2 separate regions of the Sus scrofa genome follow, and region 1 is linked to region 2. Evidence: chromatin contacts called from public Hi-C data. All regions are on one chromosome and are shown on one strand. Each heading gives the region's core, a stretch centred on a gene start, on an enhancer-like site or on the middle of the called end of the contact. The rest is flanking DNA. Distances are from core to core; before and after follow the strand shown. Region 1 overlaps ADCY9 (adenylate cyclase type 9). Region 2 has its middle 8.2 kb from the start of SRL.

What was found. A called contact is a pair of places that touch in the nucleus more often than the background predicts.
Region 1: a Hi-C map of liver shows a contact between it and region 2, with 2.0 times the contacts expected there. The contact joins two enhancer-like sites. A contact is called at or near these places in 1 of 5 promoter capture datasets (liver), 21 of 47 Hi-C or Micro-C datasets (alveolar macrophages, embryonic fibroblasts, epiblast stem cells and 13 more) and 1 of 2 datasets of contacts at active chromatin or transcription factors (skeletal muscle).

What each region holds. Positions count from the first base shown.
Region 1 is chr3:38,287,205-38,293,911 of Sscrofa11.1, reverse strand. It overlaps ADCY9 (adenylate cyclase type 9), which reads right to left. Exons shown (of 13, transcript XM_021086711.1): 11 at 5,851-5,999; 12 at 566-607. Among named protein-coding and RNA genes, the nearest start is that of CREBBP, 98 kb to the left of the region's middle. Within about 2 kb of position 1,336, at least 1 of the 83 cell types and tissues checked has an H3K27ac peak or open chromatin away from gene starts, as enhancers often do. A contact at or near this core is called in liver, where this site is marked.
Region 2 is chr3:38,061,827-38,068,463 of Sscrofa11.1, reverse strand. No RefSeq gene overlaps it. Among named protein-coding and RNA genes, the nearest start is that of SRL, 8.2 kb to the left of the region's middle. Within about 2 kb of position 5,108, at least 50 of the 83 cell types and tissues checked have an H3K27ac peak or open chromatin away from gene starts, as enhancers often do. A contact at or near this core is called in liver, where this site is marked.

The sequences.
Region 1 (6,707 bases), core at 87-2,586, 230 kb before region 2:
ACTGCTTTGCTGTGACCAAAGACCTACCTACATTATACATTAGTACCTGCCGTTGCGAATGCAAGAAATCTGCAGAGGATGTTTGCTTTTAGACAGAAAGGCGCAAAGCCAAAAGGCCGTCCAGCCGCGAGTGTCGCAGAGGCAGCTCGCACCCTGAGCAGCGGAGCGGCCCTGCCACGTTCCTCTGGGAACCGTGCAGCGCCCGGTCCAGGTGCCACTGCTCTGATCTGGGTCTGTGAGCACCTGCGCTTGACCTTGACATCGTCCGTCAGTGAGCGGCGTCCTAAGGTAACTGCTTCTCCGCTTTCTGGCTTGGGAAAGGTTTCCAGGGATGCTCCACCTTTAGGGAGCAGGAGAAACTGGCAGACGTGCTAACGATCATTTCCAGGAGGACAGGACAAGGAGGACCTCATACGTCAGCAAATAGCCATTTCCCGCTTACGCGTAAGAACCCACATGATCTTTTCATGCACAGACACAACCACGTTCAGGAAGCGCAGAGATGAAGGGCAGTCCTAGAGTCACTCTCACTTATCCAGATACAGGAACAATGTTAAAAGCTTACCTGAAATTCTGTACTGCATCAAGGTGTGAAATAACTATGGAACTGAAATTAAAACACAGAAAACTATTATTATAACAAGCAAAAAAGGCATTATCCAAAGCAATCTGAGTAGAGTTTAAACAAACAGCATTCCTTTTTCTGTTCTTTTCTTTTTTTTTTTTTTTTTTTTTTCTGTATCTTTAGGGCTGCACCCGCAGCATATGGAGGTTCCCAAGCTAGGGGTTAAATCGGAGCTGTAGCTGCTGGCCTATACCACAGCCATAGCAATGCAAGATCTGAGCCACGTCTGCAACCTACACCACAGCTCACAGCAATGCCAGATCCTTAACCCACTGGGCAAGGTCAGGGATCGAACCTGGGTCCTCATGGATGCTATTCAGATTTGTTTCTGCTGAGCCAGGACAGAAACTCCACAACTTTCTTTTTTTAAGTGGAGATCAAGGTAGACAGTTAAGTATAGCAAATTTTAATTACAATCTGACACCATGGCTTATGACAAATAACAAAATGATAAAGACAGTGATGGAAGAGCCTGTGTTTCAGTTTTAGAAAACAGGCACACCCACCAAAGAGCAAAACCAACAAAGCATATCCAGGGCATTCATTTCGCTGTTAAGGATTTACTCATGGTGTCTGAACAGGCTAGAAACTAGTCATGTTCCAACAGTGAGGTCTACTGGCAAAGGATCAATTTCAACAGGCCCTACTGGGCGCGCTGGCAGCTTACACAGCGGAGAAGCCGGACTTTGCTCCTGGTGGTGCCCGAAGCAATCCAATCCCAATTCTAGAGCATGGAGACCAGGCGTGACTGAAGAACTCTCTGGGTGCTGGGGAGGGACCCAGGACACACAGCCCCCCACCCTCTTCACAGCCTGCACGGTGTCCTCTGGGGTCACGATACAGCCAGCGTCACTCAGGCCCACTAGGCCCTGACGCTTCGTCCTCCAGCCCCCCAGCCTCGCTCCTGGCAAAGGGGACACAGCAGGGCACCTGAGAGCAGCTCTCCCGGGTGGCAGTGGCTTGTGAAGACAGGAGGTGTTAGGTGACTTCACAGAAAAGGAAAGAAAAGCAAGAGCTACAGGCAGAATGCACATTCAAAGGCTTTATGTCCTCTGCCCACCCTGTCCAGGTGTGACGGGGACACTGCCGTAACCTCTGTGTCCGTGTCCCTCCAAAGCCAGAGGGGCCTACCCTCCCCTTCCTGGGAGTTGAGTTTGCATTTTGTCCCCCCTCCCCGTCAGGCTTAGCAGGGATGGTGGGTGCCAGGAAGGGTGCTCAGGAGCAGGGGACTGGGTCGAGCAGAGATTTGACCGCCAGCCCCGCCTCAAGATCTCCCATTTGAATTCTGGGCGAAAAGGCACTGGATGGGTGTCCCATGGCTGTGGCTCTCAGGATGTGGGTGGGAAAGGGCCTGCCCCGAGAGAGGCAAAGGGCACCGAGAATGGCTGACAAGGTATTTGTGGTGGTTCTAGGCTAAAAGGCAGACTGCTGAATTTCGTGCTCTTGGGAAAACAGATTTATTTATTTGTTTATTTTTATTTTTATTTTTTTTTTATCTTTTTAGGGTGGTACCCACCACCTATGGAGGTTCCCAGGCTAGGGGTGGAATTGGAGCTACAGCAGCCGGCCTACACCACAGCCACAGCCCCGTGGGATCCGAGCTGTGTCTGTGACCTACACCATAGCTCACGGCAACGCCAGATCCTTAACCCACTGAGTGAGGCCAGGGATGGAACACATATCCTCATGGATACTAGTCGGGTTTGCTACCGCTCAGCCACAATAGGAACTCCAGGAAAAGAGCTTTATAATGACAATAATCCCAGATGGCCACACCTCAGAAAGGAAAAGAGATGCTCTGTTTTGCTTAACGTAATTTAACCATTCATTAAAGTCTCCTTTCAAATGCCAAATGAGTTCCACTTCAAACTCCTCTTTGATCTCAATTCACAGAGAACTGGAGTATCTTTCATGTTATTACTTTGTTAAGTAAATGGAGAAGGATACGGACTCTGTCCGCTCCTGGCTACTGCTTTGGTGATGCCCAAAGTGCACCGTGCAATTGCATCTGATGTTGAGACAAACTGGACCATTTTCTACTGTTGAATTTACCAAGGCAATGCTTCCTGGCAACAGTAAGATGATGCCTGGGGGCATTTTGGAAACTCTGGGGGTCTCTCTGGTTGCCATATTAATTGGGGGAGCCAGGAATGTTAGATTGTCCTGCAAAGCACAACGAAGAAATGTCCCGTGGAACTCTGAAACAGCCTGTGACCTTAAACCCGCTGTAATTATAAATAAGTGCTTCTTTAATGTGTGCTCACAGGAAACGTTTTTACAGGCAGTTACACAAAGAAGTCCAATATTTAAGAGAAATCTGTTACAGAAACAGAAGCTTAACGGCTTTAAGACACTACAGTGAGATTTCTGAGTAAATTACTGTGAGCATTTTGCTATCCAAGGTATTACTGTGCTTCTAACTACTTATTTCATTGAAAAGGTTAAATAAAAGCCACAAAACCAGTTACAAATGTGCAACAGGTCATTTCAAACTCATCTTAACAACTAAGAACCAAACTCGATTTCACTAGGAGAACCCATGCAGGACACAGGTCTTACTGGATTTCATTAACAAAGGATGTCTTAAATACATACACATCATTGCCATCCTATATAGTTTCATTTTTAATTTTTTTGTAGCACAGCAGTAAGAACGGATTCCGTCCCAGGGGTCTTTACGATGCTCTTGCTTTTGTCCCCACCATCAGGGGTCCGGCTTTGAAGGCCATTGGAGTACCGGGGACGGAATGTGTTCTTTGAGATGTGGCAGGATTCCAAGATAGAAGGTGTGTTTCCAGTGATTCGTCACTGCCCTCACAGCCCATGTCAAAACGGTATTTAGGAATGAGGCTCAGGTCACTGGCAGGACCATCAGACTTGTTCATTTCCCCACGTCAACAGCCTGCGGTCTGTCTCAGCACACGAGCCCAACTTCAAAAAGGCTAGACTCAGCTTCCTCTTTTCATTTTTGTGTCACCGCCACCTCCATTATTTCATTTCAGTCTTGTATGAAATGGCTTTTGGTCCTACCTTCTTTCTTTTTTCCTTGAGGGTCACACCTGCAGCACGTGGAAGTCCCTGGTCCAAGGGTGGAATCGGAGCTGCAGCTGCCGGCCCCAGCCACGGCCACAGCCACCCCAGATCCAAGCCACGTCTGCAACCTGCACCACGGCTTGCAGTGATGCTGGATCCTTCACCTACTGAGCAAGGCCAGGTACTGAACCTGCGTCCTCATGGACATTACGTCAGGTTCTCAGCCCGTTGAGCCACAACAGGCACTCTGGTTCTACTTTCTGAAATTCAAATTTCTTCATTATATATAGCCACAGGTTCTGCATCTGTGAATTCAATCCATCTCAGATTGAAAATACTAAAGAAAAAATGTCCAGAAAGTTTCAAGAAAGTAAGCTTAAATTTGTCACATGCTGACAACTATTTACAAAGCATTCGCACGGTATCAGGTATTATAAGTAATCCAGAGACGATTTAAAGAATACAGGAGGGGGTGTGTAGGTTATATACCAATACTATGCCATTTATGTAACCTGACCATCTTCAGATTTTGGTACCCAGTGGTAGGGGGGAGCGGGGGTTGTCCTAGAACCAAATCCCCGTGGACAGTGAGGGTGACTGGGAGTTCGAAGCAGGTGATTCCCGCAGGCTGTCTTCTGGGATGGGCACCCCAGCATGTCTCCAGGCAAATACATATCACACCGTTAAAAATTATTTTCTTTTTCTTTCCTTTCCTTTCCTTTCTGTGTTACTCTTTGGGCACTGACTTAACATGTGCCGACAGGTATTTCGTGCTGTGACCGTAACTATCTGTTAGGACGGAGGGCATCGGTGCCGAAGGAAAGCGCAGGGACAGACGCACCTCGAAGGCAAAAAAACGGTAATCCGACGAAAAACTGGGCAGAGGATCCACACAGACATTTTCCCAAAGTAGACAAAGAGATGGCCGACAGGTACGTGGGAAGATGCTCAAGGCCCCTATAACCATTAGGGACATTCAAATCAAAACCACGATAAAACGCCACCTCCCACCTGTGAAGACAGGTGTTATAAAAAAGACAAGAAAAATCCAGGACCATTAAAGGCGTGGAGAAAAGAAAACCCTTGTGCACTGTTGGTGGAGCTGTCAACTGACTCAGCCGCTGGAGGAAACAGTCTGAACGCGCCTCAAAAAACGCAAAGGAGACCTGTCACAGGACCCAGCAATTCTGCTCCTGGGGATCCATCCCAAGGAAATAAAACAGTAACTTTTCAGACATCCACACCCCCATGCTCACTATTTCCACCTGCCAAGACACGCAAGCATCCAGGTGTCCATCCATGGATGAATGCAGAAAGAGACATGACGTATCTACAACAGAGTATTATTCAGCCAGAAAAAGGAAATCCTGCCATTTGTGACGACACGGACAGACCCTGGAGGCATTCTGTTTAGTGAAATAAGCCAGACAAAGACAAATGCCCTGTGATCTCATTTATATGCAGAATCTAAAAACAAATAAGCAAAACCCCCACAAAGTCGCAGGTACAGAGAACAGACCCGTGGTTGCCAGAGGCGGGGTGGGGGCGGTGGGAGAAACGGGTGCAGGTGGTAAAAGCTACAGGTTTCCATTTATAAAGTAAGTCACAGTGACTCCAGTTAATAATACCATAATACCGTATTTGTGGAGTTCCCGTTGTGGCGCAGCAGAAACAAATCCGACTGGCATCCATGAGGAGGTGGGTCTGATCCCTGGCCTCACTCGGTGGGTTAAGGATCTGGCCTTGCCGTGAGTTGTGGTGTAGGTAGAAGATGCGGCTCAGATCTGGCAATGCTGCGCTGTGGCTGTGGCGTAGGCTGGCGGCTTTAGCTCCGATTTGACCCCAAGCCTGGGAACCTCCATATGCTGTGAGTGTGGCCCTAAAAAGCAGAAAGAAATAAATAAGTAATAAAATAATAACACCGTATATTTGAAAGTTGCTGCAAGAGTAACTCTTAAGAGTTCTCGTCACAAGAAAGCAAACATTTCTGCGGTGACAGGGGTTAACTGGACTTAGTGTGGTCATCACTTCAGAACGTACACAGTATTAACCCAGTAGGTAGTGCGACCGAAACGAGCGTGTTCTCTGCCCACTACGCCTCAATGAAAACGAAAAGAAACGGTGTGGAGGGAGGAGACGCAACAGCATGGGCAAGGTGGTCCTGTGTGGAGGGTGCGGCCGCGTGCACGTACCTGTCGGGGCAGAGGGAGGCGTAGAGCAGGAGCAGGGGCCCGGCCCCAACGACCGTGGCCAGGGAGGACCTCATCCAGGAGCTGAGCTGGCAGAAGTTGCAGTAGTGCACCACGGCGATCAGGACAGCCGAGCCCGTGAACACGGTGGACTGCAACAGGGGCGGCCCGGGTCAGCAGCCCAGCCCCTTCCTCGCCACGCCGACCCACCTGCCCCCCCGCCCCCCGGGGCCCCGAAAGCAGACGCAAGGCCCAATGACCTGTCCTCCTGTTCAACAAAACACACAGCAATTTCCAGGACAGACGGTCAGTTGTGAGACCAATGACCCAGGGCTCTCGGCGACAAGCCTCACTGGTACTAAAATGCCTCTCTCAACGTGTGCAAGTTGCACACGTCACCTTGGGGGCGGGGGGGGGGGGAGGCAGACGGCCCTGGGTGAGAACGGCCACCGTGTCATCAGTTACCTCCCCAAGGTCTGTCCTTCAGGCACCCTGCTGCGTGTCAGGTGCGTGTAAGTTAAAGCGTCAAATGCGGTCAGCCTACCCAGTAACTCATGCTTCACTCTTTGGTACCAAACGTGCCATCTTTCCCATCAGCCTGAAATCACTCTTTATGAGGTTTAACTTGGCAGCTCCTTTCCTAATCAACAGCAGCCGATCCAGGAGCAAGTCGACTGGGCCAGTTCTGCAGACGAACTTATCATCATTTTTTTTTCCTCTTTAAAAAAAAATTATGTACAGCTGCAGACGAACTTATCATCATTTTTTTTCCTCTTTAAAAAAAAATTATGTACAGCTGATGCACAGCAGCTACCGCCCTGAAGCATCTGGAGATGCGGGACACGCCGCCTCGTCGAACG
Region 2 (6,637 bases), core at 3,859-6,358:
AATAGTTTTATTTATTTATTTATTTTTGTCTTTTTGCCTTTTCTAGGGCTGCTCCCACGGCATATGGAGGTTCCCAGGCTAGGGGTCCAATCGGAGCTGTAGCCACCGGCCTACACTAGAGCCACAGCAACTCAGGATCCGAGCCACGTCTGTGATCTACACCACAGCTCACAGCAACACCGGATCCTTAAGCCACTGAGCAAGGGCAGGGATCGAACCTGCAACCTTATGGCTCCTAGTGGGAGTCGTTAACCACTGCACCACGACAGGAACTCCAAAATATTTTTAATTAAGGTGTGTACAAAAAAAGAAAAGAAAATACAAGGAAAAAAAAAAAGGGGGTGTTCCCGTTGTGCGCAGTGGTTAACGAATCCGTCTAGGAACCATGAGGTCACGGGTTCGATCCCTGGCCTTGCTCAGTGGGTTAACGATCCAGCGTTGCCGTGAGCTGTGGTGTAGGTTGCAGTCACGGCTCGATCCTGCGTTGCTGTGGCTCTGGCGTAGGCTGGCGGCTACAGCTCCGATTGGACCCCTAGCCTGGAAACCTCCATGTGCTACGGTAGTGGCCCAAGAAATGGCAAAAAGACAAAAAAAAAAAAGAAAAGAAAATATACCTTGGAGTTCCCTGGTGGCACAGTGGGTTAAGAATCCGATGCTGTCACTACTTGGGTCACTGCGGTGGCAAAGGTTCTAGCCCTAGTCCGGGAACTGCATGCCTCAGATGCAGCCAAAATAACCCCAAAGTATATACATTGCTTTTTAGGCATAACACTAACACACGTAATAGACTTCAGCAGAGCATAAGGGTCCTTGCCCTCCCACAGTCTGGGGCCTCTTTGGCAAATGACCTGCTAGATCAATCCCTATGTCAAACAGTTCCTCGAGGAGTTCCCGACGTGGCTCAGCGGAAACGAATCCGACGAGGAACCATGAGGTTGCAGGTTCAATCCCTGGCCTCGCGCAGTGGGTTAAGGATCCGGCATTGCCGTGAGCTGTGGTGTAGGTCACAGACACGGCTTGAATCTGGCATGGCTGTGGCATAGGCCAGTGACTACAGCTCCGATTCGACCCCCAGCCTGGGAACCTCCATGTGCCATGAGTGCAGCCCTAAAAAAGTTCCTTGAGGGGCTGGGAAGGCCAAAACCCTGACAACGCAGGCCCCTGCGTCTGGATCTGCTCTGTACTCGACACTAACACAGGGCAGCAAGCAGCCCTCCCAGAGAGGACCTTCCCTTTATCTCAGCCATTAGAAGCCGTCTTCCTTACAAGGACCTAAATCCCCACCCATGCAGGAATCCCTCCCACATTAGCTGACAGGGATCTGTTTGAACACCTCCAGTGACAGGGAACTCACTACCAGTGAACACTAACTGCTGTGTGAACGCCACATGAGGCCCAGAACCAGCCACATGATTCCGGATCTCCGCCCCACTGGCCACTCCATCTTCCCACAGGAAGCCAGGGACACACACCTCGAGGTTCCCCTGAGTATGGAGACTGCCTCGCCCCGTGATTGCAAACAAGCAGCCCCCCACTAACCCCCAGCGCCCATCCATCCCAGGCAATCCCTCGTTCTGGCAAGGGAACTGATTTTCATCAGTTCTCTTTCAGATTTTCAGAGCATCCTCTTTGTCTCCCCACAGGCCAGGAGGCCATGTGAGACAGAACTGAATCTGGAATGTGTGCGGCTCCCACAGCCTTCTCGAATCACTGCACCGCTGTTTCCTCTTTAACTTGATCCTGAGGCTGCCACGGAAACAGGCCGCACCCAGGGAAACCTGGACCTAGGCCCCCTAATTCAGGCAACTTAGCAGCTGTCACCCCAGCTCCTTTTCAACACCAGGGGTGTGGTGGGGGGAGAGACCGTTTGGGGAGCTCATTCCTTCCTACAGCTGCCAGATTCAGGGCCCTTCCTGCCCCACAGCCCCCAGTCCTACCCCCTCCTCTTGGGCACCACACGCTCGTGTCAATCAATGCAAGAACCTGCAACTCAGCAGGGCAAGAGGAGAGAAGGGACCGAGGCAGGGAATGGCACTAACCCCAGCCCCTGCTCAGGACTCGCAGGGCGAGGGAGGACAAGCAGAACTCCAGAGAGAGGGGGGGAGACAAACGTGCCAAGGACAGCAGCATCCAGCAAAGTACAGAGAAGCAGCTGGATAAAGAAGGGATGGAGGCGTGGGCTCGGGTGGGATGGGGAGAGCCAGAGACAGCAAACTCTGAGGAGAAGGACGGCATGGCCAGCCAGCTCCAAGAGGTGGCTGGAGGATTTGCATGTGCTTTACCTACTGGGCTGAGGCCAGTTCACCAACCGCCAAGGAGGCCAAGGTCACAGGAAGGTCCTCCTTTCCGCTAGACAGCCCTTCGAACGTGTCACAGAGCCAGGCGACTGCTCTGCTGCCAGGGACGCCCCCAAATCGGGGCACAAGCAGCACTGATTGCTCACGACCCACCCTGTGCCGGAAAAGCATAAAGATGGCTCCCAAATAGTCATCAAGCGCACGCAGAAAACAAGAACTGGAAGCCACAGGAGAAGCAAACCACACAAAGGCAGGCACACGAAATGGAGCCACGGGCCAGGCTGACACAAAAGCACACCACCGCACTACATTCCTAAGGCCTCACATGTGTGTAACTTGATCACGTGCCAATTCAGGGTCCTTAAAATAAGAACAAACCAACTGTTCGCGAGAAGTGAAATTGTGTCTGCTACTGAAACGCGACAGGAATTTCTTCTAAGGATCTTCGCAGAGACGACACAGTATGATGATCCCAGAGATCAGAGCGGACTTACGTTTCCCGGGAGGTTTAAGCCCTAAAATAGACCTTAAAACAGGGAGCAGGAGGCCACCGGGAACCAAGAACGCCTAGCCCCTCCCGGAAGAACCCACCCCCAAAGAGGGTCAGCGGCACGTGCTTAGAATGTCCCTCCATGGCCACTCTGCCACAGCACACAGTGGTGACAGAATCAATAGCCTGGCACCATCTATTTGGGGCACAGTATCTACTAAAATAACCCAAACGTCCATTGTTAGGTAACTGGCTAAACAAACTGTGGTATATTCATGTAATGCAATGTTCTTAGCTATAAAAATGAATTGATGGCTGATATACACAAAACCATACATGAATTTCTAAGAATTATATTAAGAGAAGCCACATGTGAAGTTCCCATCATGGCTCAGCGGTTCGAGAGCCTGACTAGCATCCCTGAGGACTCAGGTTCATAGCCTCGCTCAGTGGGTTAAGGATCGGCGTTGCCTGAGCTGTGGTGTAGGTCGCAGATGCGGATTTGGATCCTGAATTGCTGTGGCTGCTGCTCCGATGGGACACCTAGCCTGGGACCCTTCATGTGCCACGGGTGCGGCCCTAAAAGACAAAAAGACAAAAAAGAAGCCAGACAAAAAGATCATATATCCCGTATGATTTGAATGAACACCTAAAATAAGCAAAACTAATCTACAGTGATGGAAACTAAAACCATGGTGAGATTCCATCCTACACCTACCCGACTGGTTGGAAAAAAAAAAAAAAATTGAAAAATAAAATGACCTGACAATATCAAGTACTGGTGAGGATGCTTCTCAACTCCAGCTCTCAAACATCACTGTTGCGGAGCTCCCTGGTAGCTCACAGGTTAAGGATCCGGCATGGTCACTTCCAAGGCTCAAGTCACTGTGGCAGCATAGGTCCCATCCTTGGCTTGAGAACTTCCATATTCCCCGAGTGCGGCTAAAAAAGACCAAAAAAAAAAAAAAAATCACTGTGGCAAAACGGTACAGAGCAACTGTACACACACATACGCAGGTGAGCGCATGTGAAACTGGTAAATTTTGAATAAGCTGGCAGCGACAGCAACTACCTGGTTTCCACCTTCTTCATCTGTTGGCTGTTAGCCCTGGGGCAGGCTGGGTGAAGGGTGGGGCCTTCCTGTACATTTCTACAACTACTTCCAAAATTAGAAAAAAAAAGTTTTAAAAATAAATCACTTGAGGGCCTGGTGCATGCTGGCTGCTGGGTGTCTATTCAGTTTGTGACAATTCAAGGAGCTAAAGCCTTCAGCGATGAGCCCTTTTCTGAGCATATGTTTATCCAGGACTTCCATAAAAACTTGGTTTTCAGGATTTCCTGTGGTGGTTCAGCAGTAATGAACCCGACGAGGATCCAAGAGGATGCGGTTCGATTCCCTAGGCTTGCTCAGTGGGTTAAGGAGGCGGGGTTGCCTTGAGCTGTGGTGTGGGTCACAGACGCATCGTTGCTGTGGCTGAGGCGTAGGCTGGCAGCTGCAGCCCGGATTGGGCCCCTAGCCTGGGTAACCTGGTTAGCCTGGGAACTCCAATGTGCCGCCTGTGAGGCCCTAAAAAGATTTAAAAAAAAAAAAAAAAAAGTTTTTTTTAACTTCGCATTGACCGTCTCTCCTAGACACCCCCCCTCACCAAAAAAGAAAGCCCAAGCTTCCCAGTGTGACTTGGCAGCCCTCTGTGATCCGGGTTCCGACGTCTTCTCCAATGCCTCCTCCCAGGGCACTGTCCGCACTCTCCATCGTGCCCTTTCCGAACCCCAGGCCTGGCGCCCACGCGCCCACAAAGCCTTGATCCGCGCCACCCCACGCGGGGCTGCTGAGGCCGGACCCGCGGCCGTGCCCACCAAGGTGAGGTCAGAGCAAAAGGCACACAGAGCTCCCAGACTCGTCAGGAAGACAAGAACGCTATATTTCCTGCGCGTTTTCTTCATCACCTGTGCCGAAATGTCAACGTTCCAGACACTGTGGATTACCACTACAAGTGTTATTAAAATTAATGGCACTGCTCCCTTTTTGACCACCGCCTCCAGGCCATCGTAAGTCACGTGTGCTACGCGCCGGACTTCCGCCGGGTAGCGCGAGCGCCCCCACCCGGGACCGCAGAGCGCGTCCCAGGGCCCAGCAGACGCAAGAGAAAGTCGGCGGGCGCCTCTGTGCGGGCGACAAGCGGAAGCCGCACGATGGCGGCGTCTGCGTGCGGAGCGTGCGTGGGAACGCGCGGGGCGGGGCAGGGGCGAGGCCAAAGGAGCGTGTGCTGTCGGGTGCGCGCGAGATGGCCTGAGATACCAAGGAGCATGCGCACCGAGGGGTGGGGCGGGACAAGTCCGGGAAGGGGCGGGGCCGCGGCCGCGCCCCTGACTTCCGCCTCAGCCCACCGTCGAAGGGCGCGCCACCACAGGTCGGGGGGAGGGGGAGGGTATTCCCATGGCCCCGCCCCCGAGCCCCCGCCTCTGGCCTATAGGAACTGAGCAGTCCCGCGGACACCGGAAGGGGGCGGAGCCTCTGTCCTTGCCGGGCTAGACCTCCTGGTTCCACAGCGCCCTCTATTGACCCTCTTAGCTGCGTGGAACCTGTGGGATGCACCTTGAATCTGGCCAAGATGGGTCGCTCAAATCTCCCACTCAGATATTAGATAAGCGCTTCCTCTTAAACACATTTAATTTATGTAAATTTAGATACAACCCCAAAGAAAATTACAGTAATAAAGATAAGTGGGAGTTCCCGTCGTGGCGCAGTGGTTAACGAATCCGACTAGGAACCATGAGGTTGTGGGTTCGGTCCCTGCCCTTGCTCAGTGGGTTAACGATCCGGCGTTGCCGTGAGCTGTGGTGTAGGTTGCAGACGCGGCTCGGATCCTGCGTTGCTGTGCCTCTGGCGTAGGCCGGTGGCTACAGCTCCGATTCAACCCCTAGCCTGGGAACCTCCATATGCCGCGGAAGCGGCCCAAGAAATAGCAACAACACAACAACAACAACAAAAGACAAAAAGACAAAAGACAAAAAAAAAAAAAAAAAAAAGATAAGTGGAAGAAGCCAGATTCAGTTCCCTGGTGGCTCAGCAGAGGACCCAGCATTGTCACTGATGTGTTGTGGTCGGCTGCTGTGTCCAGGTTTGATTCACATGCCCCAGAGGCAGCCAAAAAAAAAAAGCCAGACTCAAAAAGCTAAATATGAAAAAAAATGCTAAATATGTAATGTCATATATTGTAAATGAATATACTTATATAACATTTTAGAAAAGGCAAAACCATAAGAACCATAGGGCCAAGGGCTGGGTGGACCACAAAGGAACATAGAACACGGGGACAAAGAAACTAATTTATATCTTGACTGTGGTGATGGTTACACAACTATATACATTTGTCAAAACTCTGACAAAAAAAAAAAAGGAGTTCCCGTCGTGGCTCAGTGGTTAACAAATCCGACTAGGAACCATGAGGTTGCAGGTTCGGTCCCCGCCCTTATTCAGTGGGTTAAGGATCCGGCATTGCCCTGAGCTGTGGTGTGAGTCGCAGACGCGGCTCGGATCCCCTGTTGCCATGGCTCTGGTGTAGGCTGGCGGCTACAGCTCCGATTTGACCCCTAGCCTGGGAACCTCCATATGCCTCGGGATCGGCCCTAGAAAAGGCAAAAAGGCAAAAAAAAAACCCAAAAACAAAAACCTCCCATAATCAAAAACTAAAAAGCATGAATTTTTGCCAAAGGTAAATTACACTGTCATTTCTTTATATACAAAAAAAAAAAAAAAAAGATTAGTGGTTGTCAGGGGCTCAGAGGAACAGGAACAGGGACAAACTGATTAATGGGTAAGGGGTTCATTTTGGAGTGATAAAAATGT